3 separate regions of the Mus musculus genome follow, and regions 1 and 3 are each linked to region 2. The links are chromatin contacts, called in public Hi-C maps. All regions are on one chromosome and are shown on one strand. The core of a region is the stretch at or near the end of the contact, and the rest is flanking DNA. Distances in the headings are between cores, read along the strand shown.

Region 1 (3,720 bases), core at 196-2,695, 220 kb before region 2:
CTTAGCCCATGTAGAGGAAGGCAGTAAGACCACTGTGACACTTCCATGAGGACAGAACCAGGTTAAAGCCAAGAGGGATCCCATGGGTTGTTCCTTGGGCTTTTGTGGGTGAATGGCATTAAAGCTGCTACCCCAACTGATCTTGGCCCTCACTACCTGCCTGGGGCTCTACCTTTAGAACTACGTGGCCGCCCAGCCCAGCCTTGGTCCGCTGGCTCGCTGGCTCCACCTGCCTCTTTAGGAATCTTTTCACAGACTCTGATTTGAGAATCTGCAGTTAGGACCGTCTCTAGGCCAACAGACCTAAGCGCAAGGCCCCCCGCTCTGCCTCTCCTAGGCTCAGGACCTCAGCTTGATGACCCTCAAACTGGAACCAGAGCACAGACAGGACCTGCCCCAAAGGTTGAGGGGGAGTCCAGTGAGAAACTCACAGGTACCCTCTCAAGGGACCTGGTGCCTACCATGTGACAGTCAGTGGTAGCATGACTGTTCTCGCCCTGTCACCACAGATGCTCCACATCTGGACTTTCCAGTGTCAGGCTTTTTACCATGTCAGGAAACATCCCACCACGATGCTCAGGACGTTTTGGCTCTCCTGGTTTTAGGCCATTCTGCAAGATGCTCCAGTTGATTTTATAGCCTCCACAATTCAATTATATCTGTTCCCAAGCCTCTTTATGCCAGTTGTTTTGGACATTATAAAAATGCTATTTAATGCTGGGCAGTGGTGGCACATGCCTTTAATCCCAGCACTTAGGAGGCAGAGGCAGGCAGATTTCCAAGTTCGAGGCCAGCCTGCTCTGCAGAGTGAGTTCCAGACTCACTCAGAGAAACTCTGTCTCGAAAAACAAAACAAAACAAAAATGCTATTTAATTAAATATTAGATAAATCAGCAGTTTTCCAAACTGGCTAGTCGCAGGAGCCTTTACAGTCTTAATTACAGTCTAACATTACTTAAGAGCACAGAATCAGCAGCAGATCTTTATGTGTCACCCTTTCTGTCTCTCTTTCTCTGTCTGCCCCCCCCCACACACACACATGAAAATAGGAAAAGAAAAAGAAAAGTGGGGAGTGATTGAGAAAGAAGCAGAAGTCAACCTTTGGGCCTCCACAGGCGTGTACATATGTGCACACATGACAGGCATGTACATATGTGAACACATGACAGGCATGTACATATGTGCACACATGACAGGCGAGTACATATGTGCACACATGACAGGCGAGTACATATGTGCACACATGACAGGCATGTACATATGTGCACACATGACAGGCGAGTACATATGTGCACACATGACAGGCATGTACATATGTGCACACATGACAGGCGAGTACATATGTGCACACAAGCCTAACTCATTTGGGCACAAAATATACAAGTGCAGAGTTGAACTGCTTGCTGGAGACAAGGCCTACAGCTTCAGAAAGACACCCACACGTGAGAGGAAGCATCACCATCACCACGAATAACAAGTGTGCCTGCTCCCAGTGGCTTTTCAAACACTCCCTAGTTCCCACGCCCCGTGAGAAAAAAGAAAGAAAGAAAAGAACACCCCACACCCATACCCCCACACTCCACACACACCCCTACACTCCACATGGACTGACCTCCAGGTCCCCTGTATGGAGTCACACAAAGGAGGTCAGTCCATGTGTTCTTGAGTCCAGCCATTCTTGGAGACCCTGAGCCCTTCTACCTCCTGCCAGGTCCCTTCCCTAGCTGTTCTCCCTGCCCTCCCCACCCTCTGCTTCCAGATCTTATCAGTCTCCAGGGCTCTGCTTAGCATCTCCTCCCAGGACTGACTGGTAGCTCTGGCCATCTACAGCCCCTGCCAGTGGTCTGAGCTCTCCAAAGATCTCTCTGACGGTTTCTAAGGCCATCCCTGACCCCAGGGGAATCCCAAGGCCATGCCTCTTTGGTTTATAGCTTGAGGGCACCATTTTGCATTTCTTTGCTCTAAGGTTTGCTGAGTCTAGGCTCCGAGGACATGCCTATGGACAGAAAGACCTTCTGCCTAAAGTAGTTGATGGTTCTGCTGAGTGGAAGGACCATAAACCAAGCAGGATACAGATGACAGATTTCAGGCTACGCTTATGTGATAAGTGCCCTTAACATAACCAAGTGATCAAGGCTGGGAAATAGACATACATAAACACAAACACACATGCACACACACACACAAACACACATGCATGCACACACATAAAACACACATAAACACAAACACACATGCACACACACACTAACACATAAATACAAACATACACACAAACACACATGCACACACTCACACACAAATACATATGCACACACACATACTTACACATAAATATACATGCATACACACACACACACTCACACACTTATGCATGCCAACCACCAGGTCTCAGGCCCAGAAGGCTGGTGAGGCAAGGAGGCCCGGAGCGCAGAGGGCAGCAGCTGGAGCTGAAATGAAGGTGAGGTGGAGAAGCTGAGGGTGAGGTGGAGAAGCTGAAGTCTGTCTGAAGGAGCAACTGGGTAAAGAGATGAGAAGGCCTTCCCACTCCATCCTGCGTGAGCTGAGGATGCCAGGACTCCAAAGAGAAGGGCAGCATCTGGCGTAGGGCAGGGGTGGACAGTAATGGGTCCAGGAGAGCCATGCAGGGCTGTGAAGCTGTAGTGAGAAAGCATGTCGAATGTTTTCTATCCCTCACTCGGGTTTGGTGAGGCGAGTTCAGAGGTCCCTTAGAAAGAGTTTGTCACTCACAGCTCCACCATGGAAATGGGCCACCCTACGCCATGACACCCAGGGTTTCCAGGAGAGAGAGGAGGGGGGTGTAAGAACCTTGACTGTTCTCAGGTAAGTAGGTGTCAAGTAAGTGTGTCATTGAGTAGTTTTAAATGGGGTGACGGGGTACAGGGCCTGCTTTAGTTGTCTGGTACCTACCAGCCCTAGAGGATGAGGGAGGTAGAGAGACCCCTTAAAGATCCATAAATGAGGGATTTCCTGGGCTTTGCCCTGATGTTCTTGCATATAAATGGCTCTCAGCCCAGCCCAGGAGCAAACTGAGAGAAAAGGATTGCTCTCCAGTGCTGGGGTTCAGAACACAGGAACACAGCGTGCTTGCTTGATAGGGCTTCCCTCTGGGGCTGGGTGACCTGTAGCCTAACAAAGCTGGACAGCCTCTCAGATAGATGGCAGGTGCCTTTTACAGACGCCATTTTTAGCTCAGGCTCTTAGCCCCACAGGCCTCTCAAACAGCTTCCTTCTTAAATGCTAACTCCCTGCTCATCATCCACCAGCCACAATGGTGACTGTGCCTCCTCTTCCTCCTGACAGTGAGCCCCAGTACACCAGGCTGCAGCCCTCCTGCCCCAACAGCCTTTCCACGGCTCCTAGGGCCTTCCCCGTGCTGATTAAATGTTATTATTCTTTGGGATCTTGGGTATTTGCTGTCCAATGGGATTTTAGAGCAAGACGGTGCCAGATGCCTGCTGAGGGTGGACAGGGCATGTGTAGTTGGCTCTCATGGAGGACAGGTTGGAGATTCAGCAGGAGCCCAGTGCCAGTGCAGACTCAGCAGGGCATACTGGGGCATCATCTTTACCCTACCTGGGGAAAACCAGATCACTGTTTCCAGCCATGCCATCAGGCTTGGTCTAGGGACTGAGCACACAGGGAGGTGACAAAGTACAGAGGGCAAGGAGGATGAGGAAGCCTCAGATGGAAGGTCTC
Region 2 (3,595 bases), core at 458-2,957:
AACTACCTGAGTGGCGCACATCCAGGAAAGAAGCCAAGAAAGCCCATGAAACTGGGCACAGTGACACAACTCCTGAGCTCGGGAGGCAGGAGCAGGAGGCTTACAGCAGCACAAGCAGACTAATTCCAGACCAGCCAAGGGCTACCTAGTGAGATCCTGTCTCACAGGACGAAGAGGAGGAGGGCAGCTGTATATGTGACTCCAGATGACGCAGAAGCCACCATCCTGAGTGATGACATTCATGCCCAAGGCTACACCCTCAAGAATAATATATATAGATATCAAATAAAACAAACAAACAAACAAAACAGTCTCTGGTATGTGCACAGCTTTGCACACACTAAAAATCCTGGAATTAATGTACCCTGGAATAAATATAGATGTGAGTCCAGAGGCTACATAATGAGATTCTGGCCAAGTATCTCAATGAGGCTGATGATAGAAATAATAACACTGAAATAAATGACCTACATATTTTTTGCAACATTATTTTAGAGACAATAAAAACAAAAACTAAGTAACCTGGACAACAGAAAACAGAGGACTCTTCAGCTCCTACGGATCCTGTATCTCTTTGAGAAGGTTCAGATTTCTAGAAAATGCTGGCTAAGGATTGCTCCGAAGCCTTCCTCTAAACACTTCGTCTGAATAGACTGCCCTTCCTTTCAGTTGGTGAATACTCCCAGGAGAGCATCCATCCTTAAGCGCCTTGCTGAGTCTATGCCCTGAGTCACTGCTGTCTGACATCACAGGATACTGTGGTGGCTCTGGTGTTTGTGGCACACTCGGAACTTGCTCAGCTCCCTGCATAGTGACAAGGCAGCACTCAGCTGGGAAGACACTGCAGCTCCCCAGATCCTTCTGACCGGCCATCACTCACCCCATTGTGAACAGAGGAACACTCAGACCTGCTAAGCAATGTCATTTACTACTCTCCTGCACACAGGAGACTTGACCTCTCTAGCCCTCAACCTCTCCCCGAAGTACACACACACTGGATCTGGAATCAACTAAGAGACACTCCAGAAAATAACTTCCTTGGTCAGATTGTTTTGAGTGGGGAGACCTAGCCTACATGTGATACCCAGAGGCTAGAGGGGATGGAAGAAGGAAGAATTTTGCCTGCTTTCATTTACTCTTGCTGACAAGTTCACCTACATTGCCGCTGCTACATTCCTTCACTGAAATTAGGACTCAACTTTGGGCTTCACCATGAACCAAAGGCCATTGGTTCTTTAGGGTCTTCTGGGACTTCAGTGCCAGAGCAGAGCTGCTAAGGAATCCAGCTAATGGATGGAGAAACTACCAGTGTTTCAGTCTCTCTGGTTGAGACAGCCATTGTTGGACTGCCCAGACATTGTCATGTAAGCTAATGTGTACATTAATTCTACTGGTTCCGCCCCTCTAGAGAATCCTCACTAACAAACATGAGTCTGCCCTACATGAGCATGCTTGACACCTTCCTTCTCAGCTGTCCTCTGATCGCCCCTTGCTCCACTACTGTTGTTCCAGACATGCAGACTTCCATGCTTGGGGGGAGCCTTGGCCAGGAGGAACCCCAGGATTTCCAAACTACTTACAAAATAAACTGAAGTTGAACACAAGGTGAATGACCCAGAAAGTAATGACATCTGCCAACCAGAGCGGACAAGGGCCACGAGGACCCTGCCTCTTTGATCTGCTCTCTGGGAAGCAGGACCCAGAAGCTGGGCCAGCAGACAGTGATGGATCCCAGATCTGCCTTGATGGAATGCAGATGGCCACTAGTGTTTATAGCCCAGCGGCCAGGAATCTTCTTTGAAAGCCAAACTCTGGACCATTTCTCTCTGTCTGCTTTAATTTCTAATACAAATATTTTGAGATAGAATCATTAATCCTATTTGTCTAGTTGGGGCTAGGGTTAATGGAATAATCCCATGTTCTGGCTAAGACAAGCAAATGGTCTCACTCATTCCTCCCTGTGCCATGCCTGGGTCTCCTGGGACCAGAATAATAGACCATTTAGCCAGCATTAGGTCTAGTGGTACTCACTACACTGAGTACTAATGGTACTCAGGGGCCTTTAGGAACCAACAAGAAGCCACCTCTACTACAGAGACAGGTGAATACAAGCAGGTGACAGGAGCAAGGTACACACTATTTAGAGAAGACCCCAGGTCCGTAGAGGGGTAATCCCCACAGCGTATCCCCTTTTCTTAGATTCCTTCCTCAGGCTGAAAGGATGGTTTCTTGGTACACTGCAGAACCCAACACCTACCCTTCTGCAAGGCTGGGGCAACAGGATTCCTCCAGGATCACAGAGAAGCTATTTCCTGAAGAGGAGGGCCTCCATAGGGCATGAGTTTCTCACTTCTGATGTCCTCTGGACCACATCACTCCCTCCTCTGACCTCTGGATGGGTTGAATCATATCCTACCAAAATAAGTTGATGTTTCAACTCCTGGAAGCTTCCTAGGTGTCTTCATGTAACAGGAATTACATGTCACTCTACAGCCTGGCCTCAGCCTTGTAGCCTCCTGAACTCCTGTTATATGAAGACACCTAGTGTGCGGTGCTCTATCCTAACTGTATTGGGAAGCTAATATGAGTCCTAAACTCTGAACCCATACAACCCATCCCTCCTCTATCACTACCCACAGGGCAGAGAGATGGCTGAGCCCATGAACCCAAGCTATAGGAGAAGGCTGGTTTCCAGGTAACCATGTAAAAGCACAAAGGTCTTAGCATAGCAAGGCTCAGGTTATGTAGGACAAGAGAAGGAGAAAGACAAGGCAGGATCCTAACTTGAGAAGGAGTGGGACAGGCTAGAAACGGGTGTTGTGGGAGATGCTGAGGTGTAACCAGCTGTGATACTGATAGACTGGGACCAGACCTCCATTGTGGCTTCTTTCAGCTTCCCAGGAAACCCTTGACACTCTACTAGCCCGAAGAAAGGAAAAGGTCCCAGACACACCTATTTCTAATATTAACATACAGAGAGCCTCCTGTTATACCCAAACTACAAATGATGCTTCCTGCCTAGCCTAGCACACACTAAGCTTGACAACACCTCCTCAGGCCACCACAGCCCTAAATTCCAGAGATTTCCAGCTGTTTCTACATCAGCAGGAAAAAAAAAAAAGCTATGTCTGAAAAGAAGAGGGAAGATTAAGAAAGTGTTTCAGCCCTAGGCATCTTTTTTTTTTTAAACCACTAACTGGGTAATGAATAATTTATAGGCAAGAATGTTTGTGGGGGATAAAATGTTGACAAGTCAAGAAAAGCTCTTAGCGGCCTAACGGAGCAATCCATCTCTAAGAACAGGTTTCAAATGCATGGTTTGTGGAGATCTAGCTGTGGTTGTTTTCTTTCTCTTTCCTCTTTTTTTTTTCTTTTTTATCTATATGGAAATTGGTAGGTGCTGAAATATGTTTCCTGAGTGATACTGCAAGTGAGAATTAAATCATCGCTTCATGTTACAAGAAATAAACACCCAGGCGGGAAAGAGCCTTGAGCCACTGTGCTGGAGAGAGAGGACTGAGCTCTGCACAGATTCACCAGAGCAGAAGGTATTTCATTCTCCATGGATGATGCTTCAGGAAGCTAAGGGGAGTCC
Region 3 (4,079 bases), core at 490-2,989, 150 kb before region 2:
CACACCTCTGCCATCTGGGCATTCACACTCTGACTCTCCCAAGGTGCCCTACATCAGATCCCTCCAGATTCAGTATCATGCAAGCTTCCAGAGCCAGCTACATGAACATTTGTAAAGTCAACTCATGTTCAAACCCTCTGTGTACTTCATTTAATGCTCTGCTATAAAGAAGTTCTGGCTTCTTTAATATGGGACTCTTAGGACCATGTTGCACCAAAGCCTGAAAATCACATTGCCAGTCTATAGATTCATAAAAAGTTTAATAATGAAAACCGGGAATATCGCTCAGTTTGGAATGATGATGGCTCCCATACACTCATGTTTGAATACTTGATCCCCAGTTGGTGGAACTTTTTGAGAAGGATTAGGAGCTATGGCCTTGAAGGAGGTGTGTCGTTAGGGTCAGGCTTTGTGGTTCCAAAAGACTAGCAATATTCCCTGTGTGTCCATTTCTCCACCATTATGAACTCTACCGTCCGAAACCATAAGCACCATATTAAACACTTTCTTCTCTATGTGGCTTTGGTCACATGCTTTATCACAATAAAAAGGTTACTAAGACCATTGGTAAGAATGTTTGCCTGGCATAGACAACGCCTTGGGTTCAATCCGCAGCATTGCATAAACCAAGTGTGGTGGCACACATCTGCAATCCAAAGATGGGAGGATCAGAAAGTCACGGTCATCCGTGGCTACATATTTAACCTAAGAATAGCCTAGAACAAATTAGACAATAGATAGATAGATAGATAGATAGATAGATAGATAGATAGATAGACAGACAGATGATAGATAGATGATAGATAGATAGATAGATAGATAGATGATAGATAGATAGATAGATAGATAGATAGATAGATAGATAGATAGATAGACAGACAGATGATAGATAGATGATAGATAGATAGATAGATAGATAGATAGATAGATAGATAGATAGATAGATAGACAGACAGACAACAGACAAGACAGATAGAATGACAATGACAATGAGATCGAATGGAGAAAACATACCCAGGAATTCCTTCCTATGCATTCCAGCTGATGACGACTCACTCTGAACATTACCTTCTGTCTCAGATTTGGGTTATCACTGGAGCTTTCCTAGGAGTGCTTGGGAATGGGGACGAGAGTGGTCCCTCTCCTAGGAGGAGCTAGCAGAAGCCTGTTTATCACAAGTCCAATCTCAGGGCCAGCTCCCATGCAGCTCTGCCTGACAATTTAGCCAACACTGGGCCCTTTAATTTATCGCACTAATGTAGTTAGACACTGGTCCCCGGAGTCAGGCCATCTCACAGGCTCTGAGGAGAGGCCATGGAGGAAATTTATGAGCCGAGGCTTATCCCTCACAGCCTCTATAAATGGGAAAATCTTTACCTTCGTGGAGTAATGTGTTTGGTCCCCAAGCAGAAGAGAAAATTAAGCCCTTCACCCAGTGCTCTGCACTGTTGGTTTTTACAGCTTGTCCCCCAAGCCTGTGCAGCTTAAACACCATTTATAAGCAGGCTTCCTTGGTAGAGACTGCAAACCCAATTATGCAGACAAAGTTCCCATATTCTATACTAGTGGCATGTCACCATTAATGGCACCCATGACAGGGAGAAAGGGATGCACACACATCATGTGAGTCCTGAGCTAAGTACATGGGGGTGCTGGGCTGGCCGGCCACTCGGGATTTTGCATCTTGAAATCAGTTTGCAGATGGCCTAATTAAAACACATCAAAAGATAATTCAATGGGAACTAAGGCTCCTATCACATTAAATACAACTACAAAAATCTCACCTTAAAGCACCTCCAAGGGGTTGGGTGGGTTGCTTGTTTCTTTTTGAGGGCTCCCAGCTCTGCCAGTAAAACCATTTCACCAGGAAAGCCACTGCACTTACATTAAGAGATGTGGTAGATCTTAGTAAAGCCCATCTCAGAGCTGGGGGTGGGGGTGGGGGTGGGGGGCAACCAGGGCACAGTCAGTGAGAACCAGGCCAGAAAAGTGTGTAGACCCGCTTGAAAGGCTAACAGGCTGCAAGCACTCTCTGATTCAGATCATCTAGGTTCAAGTCCCAACTCTACTACTAAGTTGCTAGAATTTGAACTATGAAATGGGGGCACTCGGAATGTTAGGTAACCCCATGTATTCTGGTTACTGTGATCAGATCTCAAGACCTCAGTTTTCAGTCATATGTTCCATTACACCACACTGACCTGAATCATTCCTTGTCTCCAGGAATTCCTCAAACCCAGATAAGAGGGTTATCTGGGTCCACTCTTCAGGTAGAGGAACCCATAGAGTATCAAGCAGGATCGAGCATTCATGAAATGCATTAAAGTGGCCCTTCAAGGATTTATTGACCTGGCAGAAACTAATATCATTGACTGCCAATTGGAAAGGATCCAAAAATCATCTAAATGATAAAAGACGGAACTGAACTTAGTGAAATTCTAAACGCTTCCAAAGTGCTGTGAATCCCTGGGTTTAATAACATCAAGAGACGCAGACTGTGGCCTGCAGCTTGGTTAATGAGATTGGGCCAGCCTCAATTTCCTGGCTTTTATGGGGTCCTAGGGTCACAGATGATGTTATCATTGTAGGAAGCTGGGCAAAGGGTACATAGGAACGCTGCAACTTCCTGCATGTCTAAAATCATTTCAAAATAGTTAAAATTATGAGGCAGTGTTAGAAGTGGGGAGAGATTAAGGGGGTCCTTGGCAGGTTTTCAGCCCAAGACAGCTTCCAGACAGTTGGGCTCGGGAAAGAGAGATGCTGGGTGAACATCTGGAATGATTCTAAATCAAGCTACTCTGGAAAAAAGAAAAAGAAAAAGAAAAAGAAACCTATTTTCTCTTCTCTTCATTTACTAAACTACAAAGAAGTTTATATTTTAGCCACAACTTAAAGAATTAATCTTAAGCAGTGGGAAGCAGATCTGTGTATTGTTGCATAATTAACATTTACTGGCAAACTTTCTAGCGTGACAGTCATGTAAGGACATCTGAGGAGGACTGGGGGAGACCTAACACACAAAAAGGGACTAGGGATCATCTGGTGAGGATCTGCCAGCGTGTTTGCAGGCAGGGCAGAAAGGCTGGCGCTCACATGTCACCAGCGCAGAATACTACTACATGTTATCTGTAGCAGTCCACCTGTAGACAAGGTGCAGAATGTCCTGACAGAGGGCTAGGGAACCACAGAAACATCTCCTGGAGACACCGTTCCCTGTGGGCGACGGCAGGGCATGGGATAGGCAGGCAGTGTTGGGGTCCACTAGCAGGCAGCAAGGCAGCAGCAGCAAAGGGGAAACCCACGGCAGGACTCTCCAGAGAACTCTCTAGAAGCAGCAGTGGGAAAGAGCAAGAACAAATCAAGTTCTATGGAAGAGGGCAAGGCAAGATAGCGTTGGTCACTGAGGTAATCAGTGTGGATGTTTAAGGTGCCTAGTTCCCATCCCTAGACCCAGGCTGCCTGAATTACCACTGAACTCAGGTTAACAGCCCATGCTCATGTCTGGACTCTGTGGTTGTTTCAGTACCGTTTTTAAGACTATTGTTCTAGCTGTCTACCATGGCTCCCTTCTCTTTCCTGTTCACAAGCCAACCGCTACAAAGGAGACAAGGCTCCCAGTATTTTTTTTTCAATCTCTCTTCTCTCCCTGGTTTTCCGAACCTCAAAGCAGCTGCTGGCCAGCAAGGCTCAGGTGGGTGTTCATGACCTATAGATGAAACTGCACGTGACAATTTGGGGTCAGACTACGTTTTCTTAAGAAGGGGGCTAAAGAGCAAGTCAAGCCATTCATCTCAGCGGGTCTCTGTAGCTACAAAGGCAGTGACAGGGTGGGGAACCAAACAGATGGAAAAGACTGAAGCCATCCATGCACTGTGGCCCAAGACACTTCTGCCCATTCTCGACTGTCTTCTTTCCATCCATCAGCCTGGCCACACATCCACTCAACTGTCCAATACACACCTTCCAATCCTGAATAAGATTCATTTCCTATTTCAAATGGAAAATGAAATAGGAAGTGGTAGAGATAAAACAAAGGCAAGTATGTTTCATCAGCTCACTGTCACAGATGATGCCCAAGT

Evidence for each region. Hi-C and Micro-C count contacts between places; a contact is called where the count stands out from the background.
Region 1: a Hi-C map of the N1E-115 cell line shows a contact between it and region 2, with 7 times the contacts expected there. The contact joins two enhancer-like sites. A contact is called at or near these places in 1 of 15 datasets of contacts at CTCF or cohesin (large pre-B cells), 1 of 484 Hi-C or Micro-C datasets (the N1E-115 cell line), 1 of 115 datasets of contacts at active chromatin or transcription factors (double positive thymocytes) and 1 of 9 other capture datasets (liver).
Region 3: a contact with region 2 is called in a Hi-C map of the N1E-115 cell line, with 4 times the contacts expected there. The contact joins two enhancer-like sites. A contact is called at or near these places in 1 of 15 datasets of contacts at CTCF or cohesin (large pre-B cells) and 2 of 484 Hi-C or Micro-C datasets (the N1E-115 cell line and liver).

The regions. Positions count from the first base shown.
Region 1 is chr7:132,227,651-132,231,370 of GRCm38.p6, forward strand. No RefSeq gene overlaps it. Among named protein-coding and RNA genes, the nearest start is that of Cpxm2, 75 kb to the left of the region's middle. Within about 2 kb of position 1,446, at least 5 of the 459 cell types and tissues checked have an H3K27ac peak or open chromatin away from gene starts, as enhancers often do. A contact at or near this core is called in the N1E-115 cell line, where this site is marked.
Region 2 is chr7:132,446,979-132,450,573 of GRCm38.p6, forward strand. No RefSeq gene overlaps it. Among named protein-coding and RNA genes, the nearest start is that of Gm35147, 17 kb to the right of the region's middle. Within about 2 kb of position 1,708, at least 20 of the 459 cell types and tissues checked have an H3K27ac peak or open chromatin away from gene starts, as enhancers often do. A contact at or near this core is called in the N1E-115 cell line, where this site is marked.
Region 3 is chr7:132,297,317-132,301,395 of GRCm38.p6, forward strand. All of the region lies in intron 1 of Chst15 (carbohydrate sulfotransferase 15), which reads right to left. Among named protein-coding and RNA genes, the nearest start is that of Gm10584, 16 kb to the right of the region's middle. Within about 2 kb of position 1,740, at least 3 of the 459 cell types and tissues checked have an H3K27ac peak or open chromatin away from gene starts, as enhancers often do. A contact at or near this core is called in the N1E-115 cell line, where this site is marked.